Regions from separate parts of the Mus musculus genome. Here all the other regions are linked to region 1. A link is a contact called in public promoter capture Hi-C data. All regions are on one chromosome and are shown on one strand. The core of a region is the stretch at or near the end of the contact, and the rest is flanking DNA. Distances in the headings are between cores, read along the strand shown.

Region 1 (4,750 bases), core at 1,653-4,152:
CTTCATACAGGTTTCAATGTAAACTGTCATGTAAATGAATAACATAAGGGTGAAGCTAAAAGGTAGTCAAAAAAAAAAAAAAAAAAAAAAGATAAAACAAAAACAAAAGCACACTGCCACCAGGCATGGTGACGTGTGGCGGCAATCCTAGGGCTGATAGGGGAACAGGAAGTTGAGATTTCTAAGAGTAAGGCCGGTGTGGGCTACTGTGAGACTCTAAAACAACAAAAGATCACCACTGCCCAAAGCCCCCAAGTTCAACTTGAACAACGTGAGGGAAGCTGGGTAAGAACGGAGGGGAAAGTGCCAATCTCCTCTTAAAGTTCAACCTAGTCTAGCTGATGGCCAGGACAGTATTATGTAGCCATTTATTAAAAACGTGTTCCCAGTATCACAGCCTGTAGTGAAGAGGCTGTGGCCAAGAATCAACAGTTAATTCTATCCTAGCAGTTTCCTTCTGTGCCTGGTGACTTCCGGCTTAAGGGGTTACCTTAGTATTTGAAGGTCTGATGATGAAGTAGGTAAAGGAGACACCAGTTTGGTTCCTCCTGCTTTCCTGAGATACTGCAGTTGAGAAGCAGGGGGGAGGAGAGCCTCACTGACTTGTCACACACAGTGTAACAGTGCCAGTGTGGGTTACTATTCTCTGCTCAGATATCTGGGCATGTTGCCAACACCCAAAAAGGAATGGCTTCTCTCTTGCGGGGCATTAATGACCTTCCTGCGGTTACAGGCTGCTTTGAGAATGTATTGTTTAGTTGTAAAGCTTTAAGTTTTCCCTCTGTTATTCCCCAGAATAGCATTCTCTTTTTACTTTCTATTTGCACATTTTTCTGCAATATAAAAGACAAACAGTATCATTCAGATTCCTCTAGGTGTCCTTAGCTGATTCCCCTATGGACAATGACAGAGTTCCTTTTAAAAAGGATTTGAATTGTCAAAAAAAAAAAAAAAAGGACAGCTTTTTTTTTCTTTCTTTCTTTTTTTTTTTTTTTTTTTTTTCTTTTCTTTTTTTATGAGACAGGGTCTCCCTGTGCAGCCCTGGCTGGCCTGGAACTTAGTATGTAGTCCAAGCTGGTTTTGAAATCACAGAGCCTCCCAAGAGCTGGGATTTAGGACGTGTACCACCACGGTGACTGGAACTGACAGGTCTTTTCTAAAGCAGCAATTTGCTTGCATCCTCTTCCCAGGAGGCAAGATGGTTATGAATCATGTGAGACTGCAACATCACAGAACTCTTCTACCTGGAACAACTCATGTCTTCTGGCCCAGATGTGACCTTCTAAGGGTGAGGCCAGTTCCATCTAGTGAATAACAAACTCTACACTCTAACTAGGGGCCCTGGATCTCTCTGACCTTGGGAAATCAAGGACCATGACAGGCTGTTTTAAGATTAGATGAAACAATCCTTAAATGCCCCTTTAACTTCAGAATTTCAACACTCTGAATGACATGTAACAAAGCTATCAGATGTTACATGCTGATTCTGTGGACTTATTTCCTAAAGGGGATTATGAAGTGATTTGCCAAACACATAATACAATCCTGGTAAATGGGAAGAACAAGAGACCCTAGGTGCAAGCCTTATGACCTTGAGCAACTCGCATTCTGAGTCTCAACAAATTAAATTTTAGTATTTAAAGTGGGGTTTTGGATAAGATGATTGTAAAAAGGTTTTCATATAGGCCTAACAGCCTAAAGTCTGAAGTTCTTGGATAACTAGTGCCACTTTATTACTAAAATTATTAAGACAGAGACTGCTTAAGCCATAATTTAAATAACTACTTATGTGTCAAAATAACTAGGCAACAATGACTGGAAATTAGTAATTATTCCCTTAGGGTTTCTTATAGAGATTGAGGGAGTTTTTGTCCTTGTTTGAAAACATGTCTCCTTGGGTTCTGTGAAATTTCCAATTCATCCAAAAATTTTCAATTCATCTCACATTTCCCATCTTGATATTAAAGGACAACACGTATTTTTAAAATGTAAATTTCAAAGTACTTAGCAATTTCCAGTCTGGTGGCAAATGTCACCTTCAAACAGCATGAAGATTAGTCCTACGTCAGAGCTCTCTTTCACGTCACCCCCCTCCGCCCGCTGAGGACAAGATAGATCTAGAGCTTCAACAAGATGGTTACGTTACATCTGCAAGGAGGCCTTCAGAATTTATGACAGAGTAGTAAAGAATATCGGCACTGTTTGACTAGCGATGCTAGTCCTGTCATTACAAACGGAGATCAAGAATAGGTTTTCAGTAACATTTGTTTTCTTTTAAATCAAATATGGTGGAAACATGTCTCCTGAAAACTGGGATCATAACCTGGAGCACTACCGGTAAATCAACATCAGAGGCCTATTCTTTCCAAGAGCTTAAGAGGCAAAATAGTGTTAGGACCTAATTCTTCCCCTCCCATAATTCTCATCCCCCACAACAAATCCTTTAAGGTCCTTCGGAGAAAATTTTGTCCCTCCTGCGCAAGGACTGAGACCCGACTTTCCAAGGACAGTGATTTCTCTAGAGTCCTTGCGAACCCCTTTCCAGTATCTGGGTTACTGCGACAGTCGTGAGAATGAGTCAGATTTTGCAAACCGCGCGGAGGACAGCTCCCGGCATTACTGCTTTTTAAAAGCGCATCAAGCGCAGGAGGAGGCCGAGAGGCCGGAGCTGCTGCAGGTTCCAGGAGCCCACACTCACCATTATTGCAAACTGCAAGGCCGATCTCTGCACCTGCAAAAGGCAGTCTCCAGCAGTCAGGTCACCTCTACAGCGGAACAGACTCTGGGAGAGAACGCGGGGCTGGCCCGCAAAGGTTCGGCTGGAGACACGGCCCTTTCTGGGAAGTGTAGTTCTTCCGGCGACCTCTGGCGCCCACCTTCGTGCATTCCTGACAGTGCTAAACTACAATTCCCCCAAACCCCTTCTTCCTACGCGCCTCGCTGCAAAGTAGTCCCGGGGCTGAGCCTCGGTGATTGGAGCGCGTCTGTGAGCAGAGGGTTGGTGCTTTGAGTGAGGCGCCTGCCTGATGGCGCTCAGCAATTGGCAGGAGAGGAGGCGTTAACTCGAGGGAGGAGAAACGACCCCTGAGCGACAGCACACGTCGCTCCACCGAGAATCTATCCTCCCCCAAGACTAAACAAGGGCGGCTAAGAGACCTTCCGTTGCTTAAAGCCCGCTCGACCCGGAAACAAAACCTTTTAAAAACTCTCTCAGAGGCGGGAGGAATTGACGCTTGCGGAAGAACGGGCAGCTTCACCGTTGCTAGGCGACGAGGCAGCCTCACCTGAGCGCTCTCCAGACCAAGAGCTTGTGGAGCTGTGTTCTCACGTCCCAGGCTGGTGAGCTCGGCCCCGAGGGTTTTTATCTGGGGGTCAGAACAGGGTGCGGCACTGATGCGCGTATCCTGAATCCGAAGCCGGTGGTTGTGGGCGACCTCCGGAGTCCCCTGTTAGTGTCAGGAGCGTGTGGATGCCACAGTTTTCAGGAGGGACGAAGAGTGTCTTGCAGTTTGAGTCAGTGTAACTTTTCCAAAGTAAAGTCAGAAAGTTTTGTTTGTGGAGTGAGCCCCTTCCTTGTGTTTACTTGTGGTGTACCGATCTAATTTTCTTTGCCGACTGTGAATATTGACACTTTTTGCTCATTCTCTTTTTGGAAACCTGTTACTTCCAGGGGAAGTTGGGAGACACTGATTGTTTCAGGCGAAATGTTAGCAGCTAAAACATCTCAAGAGGCTTTCATTTAAAATGAAAGTTGTTAAGGGAAATCTGTATTCTCCGTTTGTTGTACGGATATTCGAAAACATGTGCCTTGGAACAGACCAATGAATATGCTCTTGGTCTAACGTCAGAATTTTCTGTCACTATTAAATGGATGGTGGATGGCTTCAGTTTTGTTTTTGGAAGATTTAGTATTTGGAGAGAGAAATATGATGCCTTAGTCAGGGCTTCTATTTCTGCGATGAAACACCATGACCAAAAGCAGGTTAGGGGAAAGGATTTATTTGGCCTACTCTTCCACATTTTGGCCCATCATTCGAGGAACTCAGAATAAGTAGGAATATGGAGGGCATGAGCTGTTGCAGAGACCATGGAGGAGTGCTGCTTATTGGTTTGTTCCTCATGGCTTGCTAAGTCTGCTTCTTTATAGAACCCAGGACCACCAGCCCAGAGATGGCAGCACCCATAAAGGACTGGGCTCTTCCCCATCAATCTGTAATTAAGAAAATGCCCTATGGGCTTGTCTACAGCCCGATCTTTATGGTGGAAGCATTTTTCTTTTCAATTGAGAATTCCTCTTAACTTAAGACTGACTGTAGCTTGTGTCTGGTTGACATAAAACTAGCCACTTCTGGGTCCAATAGCATTTAGGTTTCAATAGACTGTAGGGTACTTGAATGACTCCTAGAATCACTTTATTCATTTGATGCCTTAATTTTGTTCTTGAGCACTGATCTTTTTATAATGGAATGCTTCCTGTGTCTCTGTCCACATTTAGTTCATTTGTGGGTTGCATTTCTAAATGTTACCTCTGTGTCAGGGACTCTCAAATTCCAGGGCATGTCTCTGTAGTTTCTGTTTCTTCTTGGTTTTCTAATAGGCATTAGTTCTGTTACTTTATAGTACTTCCTACTGAACAACCATATGTGCAAATATCACACTCTAGAGATAGCATGACTTGCCTCCAGTTTCACTTGATGGTTGAGGGAGAGATTACAGGATTTTCAAGTGAAGAGAGAAGGGCTGGAGCTGA
Region 2 (4,750 bases), core at 1,309-3,808, 1.1 Mb after region 1:
AACCCTTAGGTCTTGGTGGTTGGGGGAGAGGTGAGTCCCAATCCCAGGAACAGGAAGAGGAATCCCACCCTCTGGGATAGGTAGTGAGTGGGAACTTTTGGCTATTGATTAGCAGATGTACTTATCTGGATGGAGTCTATTTGGTCCATGAGAGGTAGATCTGAGTGGGTTTCCTGTAGCTTATAAGTTTACAAAAGTGATAACATGAGTTAACTACATGAACAGCCTTTAAGATGAGCCTTTCAACCCTGATATAGCTGTCTCTTGTGAGACTATGCCGGGGCCTAGCAAATACAGAAATAGAAGCTCACAGTCAGCTATTGGATGGATCACAGGGCCCCCAATGGAAGAGCTAGAGAAAGTACCCAAGGAGCTAAAGGGATCTGCAACCCTATAGGTGGAACAACATTATGAACTAACCAGTACCCCGGAGCTCTTGACTCTAGCTGCATATGTATCAAAAGATGGCCTAGTCGGCCATCACTGGAAAGAGAGGCCCATTGGACATGCAAACATTATATGCACCAGTACAGGGCATAAAAAGGGGGAGTGGGTGGGTAGGGGAGTATGGGGGACTTTTGGGATAGCATTGAAAATGTAAATGAGGAAAATACCTAATAAAAATATATTTTAAAAAAGATGAGCCTTTCATAGAGCAGAGGAACAAGAAGAGCTTTTTCCTTCTGTCTAGGAGACTGAGTATACATAATGAGAAACAATTTTAAGTTTATAATTGAGAGTCAAGGGAAACTTAAAAGCTTGACCTTACGAATATAGTTGAACATATATATAGCAAGAGAAAGACCTTAAGTCTATAGTTAAAGTACAATCAAATGAAACGTGTATTTGAGTATGATAGCTTATAGTGTAGATTCAGCACTAGAAACACTTTAAATTTAGTTAAAAGACAATCAAAGAAAACTTAAAATTTAATTTGTGACTGTACAATTGGATCATATAATGAAATATTTTATGAGGGTTAGGCAAATTTATAAGAACTGGAATAATGTTAGGACAGTGGCATAGCAAGAAAAGGAAATATGAAACATTTAGTTGCTGGAAACAGTTTAGGTAAGGAAGTAGCAGATTACATCTGTGAAAGCTTATATCTGAACTTGTGTCTCATTTATCATGAAGTCTGTAAGAAATCTGGCAGTCTTAGTTAACAAATTTATTAATAAGCAAATATAGTGGTGGATTACCTTAGGGTTAAGGCGCTAAGTCTGTTTTCTTCCTGTCAAACAGCTAAAGTTACCTTAGCTATCAATGTAGTCAGAAATCTGGGGAAGAGTAAATTATAATCTATGAGTCATGTATTAATTAAAAAATAACAGGGTTCGTCTATAGTCCACTACCTAAACAGTTCCCAGGTTGCTGTGGTCTCCATGGCAACGTGGGCAGAGTCAGACCCAAGTTGTCAAGCCCAGAAGATGAAGAGCTTTTCCTCTGTGGAATAGATTCGTGTGAAATGAGAAATGACTCACCTTTACTTACACAATATGAGGCATTTGACTCTCAGTGTATCCAGTTTTGTCCACAGTGTAGACCAAACCTGGGCAGGGCAATGGCAACGTTTTTCAGTGGTTTTTATACCACAATCCAGGCAGTCTATTGTAGCTGTCTCCATTATTTTCTGAGACCTTGGGGGTTAACTGTTAGGCTTTGCAAATCTCTGTCATAAGTTTGAATACTAATATATTAGCAGACTTCTGACAAGTAGTATCTATTTGTCATATTTGAGTTAGACAATAGAGTACACTATAACTTAGTGGCAGTAGCAAAAATCATTATTTGTCAAGGCATGATGGAACAGAAATCTTAATTGTTAGATAACTTTGACAGGCTGTATTAGCAGAGAAAATTACATGAAGAGAGACACACATAGAGACAAAATTGTCTAGTGTACCCTTGGCTTAGAGTTAATGTGGACCAGAATGGACAGAAACCAGAAAGCTGACAGCAGTGGCATGAGACCATGGCAACAGAAAGTGAGTATATCCATGTACCACGAACTGAGCTAGTGGGGGTAGGGGATGTAAATTGTGGGAACAGGACAGGGGCATGGGAGTACCAAGTGGCACTGGCTCTGGGCTTCATACTATGGACAAGTAGTGCTGACCACCCCCTGGGTGGGGGGAAGAACTGAGAATGTAACAGAGAACATCCGACAGGGGGACTGGGGAGATGTCTGCTCTGGGAGACAGTGCACTGTGGAGACACCAGGCGCACCTGTGCAGTGGTAGCGGGGGGGGGGGGGTGGCGGGGGGGGAAGGACTGGATGGTAGCAGCAGAGTTGCACAAGGAAGGGAGAGCAGGAGATAGAGACAGACACACACCAGGCCTTGTGGAACCAGCAAGCAGGGTGGGGCTTCCTCCTAGCAGCCAGAAGCACCAGTAGATTTCTGTCTCCTAGCAACTTCACCCAAGTGGTGTGACAGATCTCTGTCACTAAATGCCAAACGTATGGTGGAGTACAGTGGGCAGGGGCTGAGAACTGAAGTGAGAGACACTGGACTTGAAAGCGTGCCCGCAGTAGTCCTGGGCAAGGCAGGGCCCCTGGCTTTGTTCACCACCACCCCCACCTGCTGCCCTCTGCTGCAACAGATTCAAGGGGTCAGGGTAATGCTGTGGCGTGCACGGGGCCTGCTTCGGGTCATGGGCGAAGCTGGTGGCCTTGGAGTGCTGTGGCAGGATCAAGGAAAGGCAGTAAGAGTGGCAAGCAAGCAGGGCAGGGTGATCATCAGCAAAATTCATGCCCAGGCAGGGATAGAGGCAGGGGAAGACACCAGAACAAAAGCAAGGGAGGAGCAGGGTAATAACTTTTTTTCCCCCCTGCTGTGATGCAGAGCTTGTGCCCATGCCACAAAATATTTGGGCAGGGGCAGTATCAGCTGTGGGGGGGGAGCAGGGGGGGAGAGGGAGAGGGAGAGGGAGAGGGAGAGGGAGAGGGAGAGGGAGAGGGAGAGGGAGAGGGAGAGGGAGAGGGAGAGGGAGAGGGAGAGAAAGAGAAAGCACACGTGAAAGAGCACAGGGGCAGGTGGCCACAGGGAAGTGCAGTGTCTCAGCAAACAGTGTCCCAGGCTAGATGCAAAGGTTGGGGTGAGAGCTGCTCCCCCTCCCCGCACCTGGAAGTGAACTGGGAGCAGAGCAAATGGTGAGAGTATGATGGACCAGGGAGGAGGAAGCCTACACTACGGATCACTAGTGAGAGAGTTGTTTTAAAATGCTAGTTTAGTAGCCATGTAGAGATATTGCTTGCTGGGTACTGTGAATTAGACCTAGAAACACCCCAGTAAGTAGGGACAAGGTGGCAAAGACCAACCCAATGGATGTGGAAGTTATTAAAAATATTCCTACCGGCATCCCAAGAATGAAATTTAATAGCAAAATATAAATGTGCAGCCAGGCCAGATCACCAGGTCGTCATGTGCTGAACTTGGATGCTATGTTGATCCGGACTCAGTGGAGAAAGTGACCCACCTAAGCTTAGGAATTTGTCTATGGCAGCAGGAGAAAATGGTCTCCAAGCCGGGGTGGGGGTGGGGGGGTGGGGGGGGTGGGGGGGTGTGGGGGTGGGGAGGGGGAAGGAGTCACTCAAGGATTAGAAGTCCTAGAATGAGGGTCAGTGAAAAGACCAATCATAAAGACTGAATGTCTCCATCCTCAAGGGCAGCACAGAAGTGGCTTTGAGCTCAAGAACTCTCCCCTGGGACCATGGGGACATTTACTCTGACCAGTGGGGGAGTGGAGCTTACCTGTTTTCCAAAGTGGGCTAGTGGGTGATGGCTCTTCATGTGGTAGCAGGGGGGATATGAACCTGCAGAATTTCTAAGTCTGAGTTACAGCACCAAATGTTGTGTTTTATAAAAAGTTAGAAAGGGGAGGAATATGTTTGGTGGATGTGCAGTCGGGTATGGGGAAAGAAAGGGATGCTTCAACCAGCCCATGCTGAGGCATCCCTTCCCCCCCTCCCCCCCAGGGACCAGCCACATGATGGTATAGTACAGAGTTTATTCAGGGATGGGGAGTGGAGTTGAGAGGGTAGTAGAGACAGAGAGGCAAACAGAGAAAGAGAGAGAGAGAGAGAAAGAGAGAGAGAGAGAGAGAGAGAGAGAAGGAATAGAGGCAGGCCATGAGCACATGGAGAGAGAAGGGAGAAGGGAATGGGGAGAGAGGCGAAGCAGGAGGGAGAGGACTGAGGGAGAGCAAGAAGGCAGGAGAAAGAGGAGGGGTCAAGCAGCCCATTTTATAGTGAGGCAGGCCAACCTGGCTATTGCCAGGTAGCTGTGGGGCGGAGCCTAGACAAAATGCTAACAGACTTCACCCTCTCTTGCTCTTTACATGCCTGTGTCCAGATATCCCCTTTTAATAATATTATTTATAATAGGGCCCACTCGAATTACCTCATTTTAACTTGATTACCTCTTTAACAATCTTATTTCCAAGTAAGACCTATTTTGAGAACAACACACTCTTTCTCTCCCCTCCAGAGAAAGATACAATTCAATCCATAATTCTGAGATAACACAGATACACTGAGTCCAGAACATAGCAGCAGGAAGCACAGTTAAAAAAGCAACAACAGGGCTGGTGAGATGGCTCAGTGGGTAAGAGCACCCGACTGCTCTTCCGAAGGTCCAGAGTTCAAATCCCAGCAACCACATGGTGGCTCACAACCATCTGTAATGAGATCTGACTCCCTCTTCTGGAATGTCTGAAGACAGCTACAGTGTATTTACATATAATAAAT
Region 3 (4,750 bases), core at 633-3,132, 1.0 Mb before region 1:
TCTGACTTTGAAATATCGTTTTGTTATGTTTTGTTTCTTTTTGAGATGGGGTTTCTTTCTGAAGACCATGCTGGCATCAAACTCAGAGATTCATCTGTCTCTGCCTCTCAAGTACTGAGATTAAAGGTGTGTGGTATCCTGCCTGGCTTTAAAATATGTTTTTAAGGGTTGGAGAGATGGCTCAGTGATTAAGAACACTAGTTGCTCTTCTACAGGACCTGAGTTCAATTCCTGGCACTGACAAGATGGCTCACAACCATCCATATCTTCAATTCTCAGGGATCCGTAGTCGTCGTCTAATTGCCTTTGTTCATGCAAGCACACAGGTAAATGTGCAGGCAAAACAGTCACATAAAATAAAAAAATAAATCTTAAAAAAAAGTATTGAGCCCCATTCAATCCCTAATATCACTCCTTACCCAAAAAAGAAAAACAAACAAACAAACAAACTGTAACAGTAGACCCAGGCTTGGTGGGGAGACATGGCTCAGCAGTTAAGAGGACTGACTGCTCTTCCAGAGTAGCTGAGGTTCAGTTCTCAACACTCACATGGCAGCTCATTCCCGTCTATAACTCTGGTTCCAGGGCATCTGACACTCTCACACAAACATACGTTCAGGCAAAAACATTAATAAACATATAGTAAAAATAAATTATATACACACAAACACACATACACAGAGCCAGGCTTAAGATTTCTTGTCAAAACAAACAAAAGCAGAGAAAAACTTAAAAAGAAAGTCAAAGAAAAATTCATGCATTATTTCCTTTTAAAGGGAGCTTGGCTTTGGGACCCTCTTTTGTAGTCATTCATGTTGTAGTGTCTGAATGCAGTAGAATATACTCACTCAGAGTAGCGTGGCTTGAAGGATTGGCTTTATCCCATTTACTTCCTTTTATTTAGGGAGATGGACAAGGGTGTGTACTGAAAGGCTATACTTTAAAGATCACCCTTCATGGCCTCTAAAAATGAACAGTGAGCCTTCACCATTGTCTTTGTTGTTGGTTTTCTTTGTGTTTTGCTTTAAGACTGTGTCTCATGTGATCCAGTTTGGCCTTGAACTCTTGATCCTCCTGCCACCTTAGGATTGCAGGACTATAGGATTTAAGAACCTTTAAAAATTAGAAGGTAAAACCCGGCACTTGGGGGCCAGAGGCAGGTGGATCTCTGAGTTTGAGGCCAGGCTGGTCTACAGAGAGAGTTCTAGGACAGCCAGGGCTACACAGGTCAAACAAAGAAACAAATAAAATAAATACATTAGAAGGTGGCTAGGTGTGGTGGCATGTGTCTTCAGACCTAGCCTTGGCAAGGGGAGGGAGGAGGATGAAAAGTTCAGTTACCTGGTGTGTTCAAGGTCGGTCTGGGCCTCAAGAGAGTCTGTCCCAAAAAATAGGCTCAGAGTTTGCCTGTTATATAAATTTGTTAGAATTCAGCCTTACTCTTTCTTTAATTATTAGCAATTATGGCAGCCTTATGATAATGTTCAACTTTCAATGCGAACCTGAAATGTTGGTGGCCTCATAATAGGACCTATTTAAACAAATGAATCCTACACAGAAATGTCTAATCAGTTTTGAAGATAGAGAGTACTGATCTCTCGAGTGTGAGTTTTTTTATGCATAAATGCTTTTCTGACTGCTGGGACTGAACTATGTACTCTGCGCATGCTCAACACAGGCGCTGCCACTGAACTACAGCCCCCACCCCCCACAAAAGAAGCAACTCTTTTTGTTTTAGGATTTATTTTTAATTACCATGTGTGTTACTTTAGGTGTGTGCACGGAGGCTAGAAGCCTGGAGCTGGAGTTCAGGTGGTTAGGAACTGATTGACACGGTACTGGGAACTTATTTGTTCTGAACTGTTGAGCCGTCTCTCCAGCCTGCTCCCAGGAATCAACTTAAAAAACAAAACAAAACACCCAACGACTTACCTGTTTGTTCAGTCGCCACTGAACTGAAACAGCAGCTTGATTCATTCCCTGCTTTTGAATTTTTTTAGGATGATTTGTGTGATAGTGTGAGTAAGCCTTTAACACTGAATGCTTACTTTTAATATATCAAATAATCAAAATATCCCACCTTTTAAGTATGGTTTCCCACAAGTCTTTGTTGAAAAGTTGTTTTCAATTTTCTTACTATTTCTGAATGATTACACTCATTTGTGTGTGTGTGCATGTGTGTGCGTGTACATACATGTGCATGTGTGCATATGCATGTGCTTGTGACATCTTTCTGAGTTTTTTTCTTGACCATATTAATTTTTCCTTCAGCGCTCTGTGCGTTTGCCGATGTAGACCATGTAGAGATAAAGCTTTCTCTTATTTTAGACTGCTATATTGGACCAATGGAGAAGCCTTTTCTATAGAAAGATTTTCTTTGTTTTATAGAAAGATAAGCATTGATCATCTCACCTGCAGTTTACCTAAAGTTTAAAGACCACACTGTAAACCTAAGACATGGCTCAAAGTACTCGAGAGAGACGGCAACAGAAAAAATATTAACATCTTTATTATTTACTGAATATTTTTGGGGGGTGTGTGTGTGGTACAGCCTTTTTTTTCCCCCTCTGTTGATGTCACTGTAAAGTGTCTCAGACATGGACTTTGTTTTGCTCCATGCCAAGTGATTGCTGAATTTATAAGGAGCTTTCTTTTCTAAGTGGTGACTGTCCCAACCACATTGAGGGCGACTTTCCTGAGAAAGTCACAGCACGGGAAGCAACAGCTCCTTTTGTTTTGTTTTTAAACTCTTGAAATGGTGTTGGGACATCAGACCTCAGCCACAGTGAAGTTTTCCAGACTCACGTTGTTGCATGATTAATGTCCCTGTTGAAGTCATATCGGCATTACTGTCTTCATTGGCTTTAATTCAAATGAAATGTCCCCTTTGGGTTAACTGTTGTTTGGATTTTTTTTACCTAGAAAAATCAGAACATAAAAGTGAATGCTTTTTTCTTTCTTTGTGATGCTGAAAACCAGCCCATAAGCATAAACAGCAGATGCCCTACCACCGAGCTATACCTCCAGACCCAAATATGTATTTCAAAGTACTATGTCCATAAAAATCTTGTGAGGAAAAAAAAAAAAATCCCAAGGACCACAGTCTTTGACTTGGTAGGAATATTTACTGATTTCTCAAACTTCTTGACATTATTCAGACATCACAAGTCAGAAGTCCTTAGTCCCATTAAATAAAATAAATAGGTCTTCCTTTTGAGACTGGATCTCAAACACATTATGTTGCCCAGGCTGGCCTTGAACTTGCTTTTAGTCAGGCTGACCTGGGACTCCTGTGTCAACCCTCTCAGTGAATGCAGGAATCACAGATGTGCACCAGCAAGACTGCCTGGCTCTGACTTAGAAAACAGTCTGTTGCTATTTTTAAAATGTAATTTAATTCATCTTTAACTTAATTTAATTTTATGTGTATAGGCATTTTGTCTGCATGTCCATCTGTGCAGCCTGAATGTCTGGTGCCTGTGGAAGCCATAAGAAAGCATCAAATCCTTTGGAGTTGGAGTTATAGGTGGTTGTGAGCCACCCTGTCAGTGCTGCGGATTTGACACAGGTCCTCTGGAAGAGCAACCAGTGCTCTTAACTGCTGAGTCATCTTTCTAGTTCCTGTTGTACATTTTATTTAATGCAAATAAAATTAGACACATTGTATTCTGGAGTCCCTAATGTGGACCAGCTAGGCAGGGTGGGGTTGCAGAGCGGAAAGGACAGGCATATTCCCACTCTAGAACAGGTTCCAGAGGGTTTGGGGGAAGTCAGAGCTTGGTAGCAGCCACAATTAACCTTTGCACACTGATGCAATGATAACAGGAAAGAATCTTAATGTAGATTTCATGTCCTTTGTTTTTGTATAAAGAGAATCCCGATTCCGACCACAAAATCCATTTGAGTAAGCAATTTGTATTTGAATTTGAGTTGGGACTTCAAAACATAACAATGTCAGTTTCTCCCAGAAATCATGAATCTTCCTTATTTATTAACCCTGGAAAACTTTATGATGACCATGGTCTGGAGTGTTTCCTAGATTTTTTTTTTTAATTGGACTTTTTAAGTTGTTTTCTCCTGTCCCTTTGTTTCCTTTGTGACCAAGCCAAAAATTAAAAAAATAAAAATAAAAATTGGTAACAATGAATGTTTCACAATGGGAATGTAGCCACTTAGTTGTCCCAGCAATATTAAACAGTTAACAAGAGAACCTTGAGTTTGCTTTGCCTGCTTACAGTGGGAGCTAAGGCTGCAGTCTCAGTGACTGCAGTTTTGTCATTTCCTGCACAAATGAAACTGATAGTGTCAGTTTCATCTCGAATAACAAAGTGAATATATCTATGTTCTATAAAGTAGCATTACATGCAGTGATCATCGTGAGTTAGTTTCATGTTTATGAATATTTAGTATTTGTCCTAGGTTCTTGGGAGTATAGTAAGACACAGCGTCTTCCCAGTGATGCCTATAGTGCACTAGAGACAAAAGAGCCCTGCAATGAAATTAGTCCTTTATGTTTGGCCGTATGTGACGTAGCATAGTGCAAAGTCTGGTTGGTGTGTGCTGCAGCGGTAACACAAGTCCTAGATCAAAGGGACCCGCCCTCTAGAAGTTCTGGGTAGCCTTCTCTGGAATCCAGCCTTCCTTTAAGTCTAAGTAACATTGGTTAGAAGGCTTTTGTGTCTTGAACAAAGAATAGTTTCTTCTGCAGCTACCACACAGACTCTCAGTAGGGAAGCAGTGAAAAATGGAG

The links. Promoter capture Hi-C pulls out the DNA fragments that hold promoters and counts their contacts.
Region 2: a contact with region 1 is called in a promoter capture Hi-C map of hippocampal neurons, with 2.5 times the contacts expected there. The contact joins the enhancer-like site here to the promoter of Mdh1 in region 1. A contact is called at or near these places in 2 of 39 promoter capture datasets (cranial neural crest and hippocampal neurons), 1 of 484 Hi-C or Micro-C datasets (B cells) and 1 of 115 datasets of contacts at active chromatin or transcription factors (bone marrow-derived macrophages).
Region 3: a contact with region 1 is called in a promoter capture Hi-C map of liver, with 2.7 times the contacts expected there. The contact joins the enhancer-like site here to the promoter of Mdh1 in region 1. A contact is called at or near these places in 5 of 39 promoter capture datasets (the C10 cell line, embryonic stem cells, liver and 2 more), 4 of 484 Hi-C or Micro-C datasets (B cells, CD4 T cells, embryonic stem cells and 1 more), 2 of 115 datasets of contacts at active chromatin or transcription factors (acute myeloid leukemia and astrocytes) and 2 of 9 other capture datasets (adipose tissue and liver).

Annotation. Positions count from the first base shown.
Region 1 is chr11:21,569,032-21,573,781 of GRCm38.p6, forward strand. It overlaps Mdh1 (malate dehydrogenase 1, NAD (soluble)), which reads right to left and starts at 2,903. Exons shown (of 9, transcript NM_008618.3): 1 at 2,699-2,903. The coding sequence starts at 2,701. Wdpcp (WD repeat containing planar cell polarity effector) reads left to right here and starts at 3,250. Exons shown (of 18, transcript NM_145425.3): 1 at 3,250-3,339.
Region 2 is chr11:22,659,858-22,664,607 of GRCm38.p6, forward strand. The region is part of intron 2 of Gm40816 (a long non-coding RNA gene); the gene reads left to right. Among named protein-coding and RNA genes, the nearest start is that of Gm40816, 8.2 kb to the left of the region's middle. Within about 2 kb of position 2,559, at least 40 of the 459 cell types and tissues checked have an H3K27ac peak or open chromatin away from gene starts, as enhancers often do. A contact at or near this core is called in hippocampal neurons, where this site is marked.
Region 3 is chr11:20,548,664-20,553,413 of GRCm38.p6, forward strand. It overlaps a transcript of Sertad2 not described here. Among named protein-coding and RNA genes, the nearest start is that of Gm32142, 73 kb to the left of the region's middle. Within about 2 kb of position 1,883, at least 8 of the 459 cell types and tissues checked have an H3K27ac peak or open chromatin away from gene starts, as enhancers often do. A contact at or near this core is called in embryonic stem cells and liver, where this site is marked.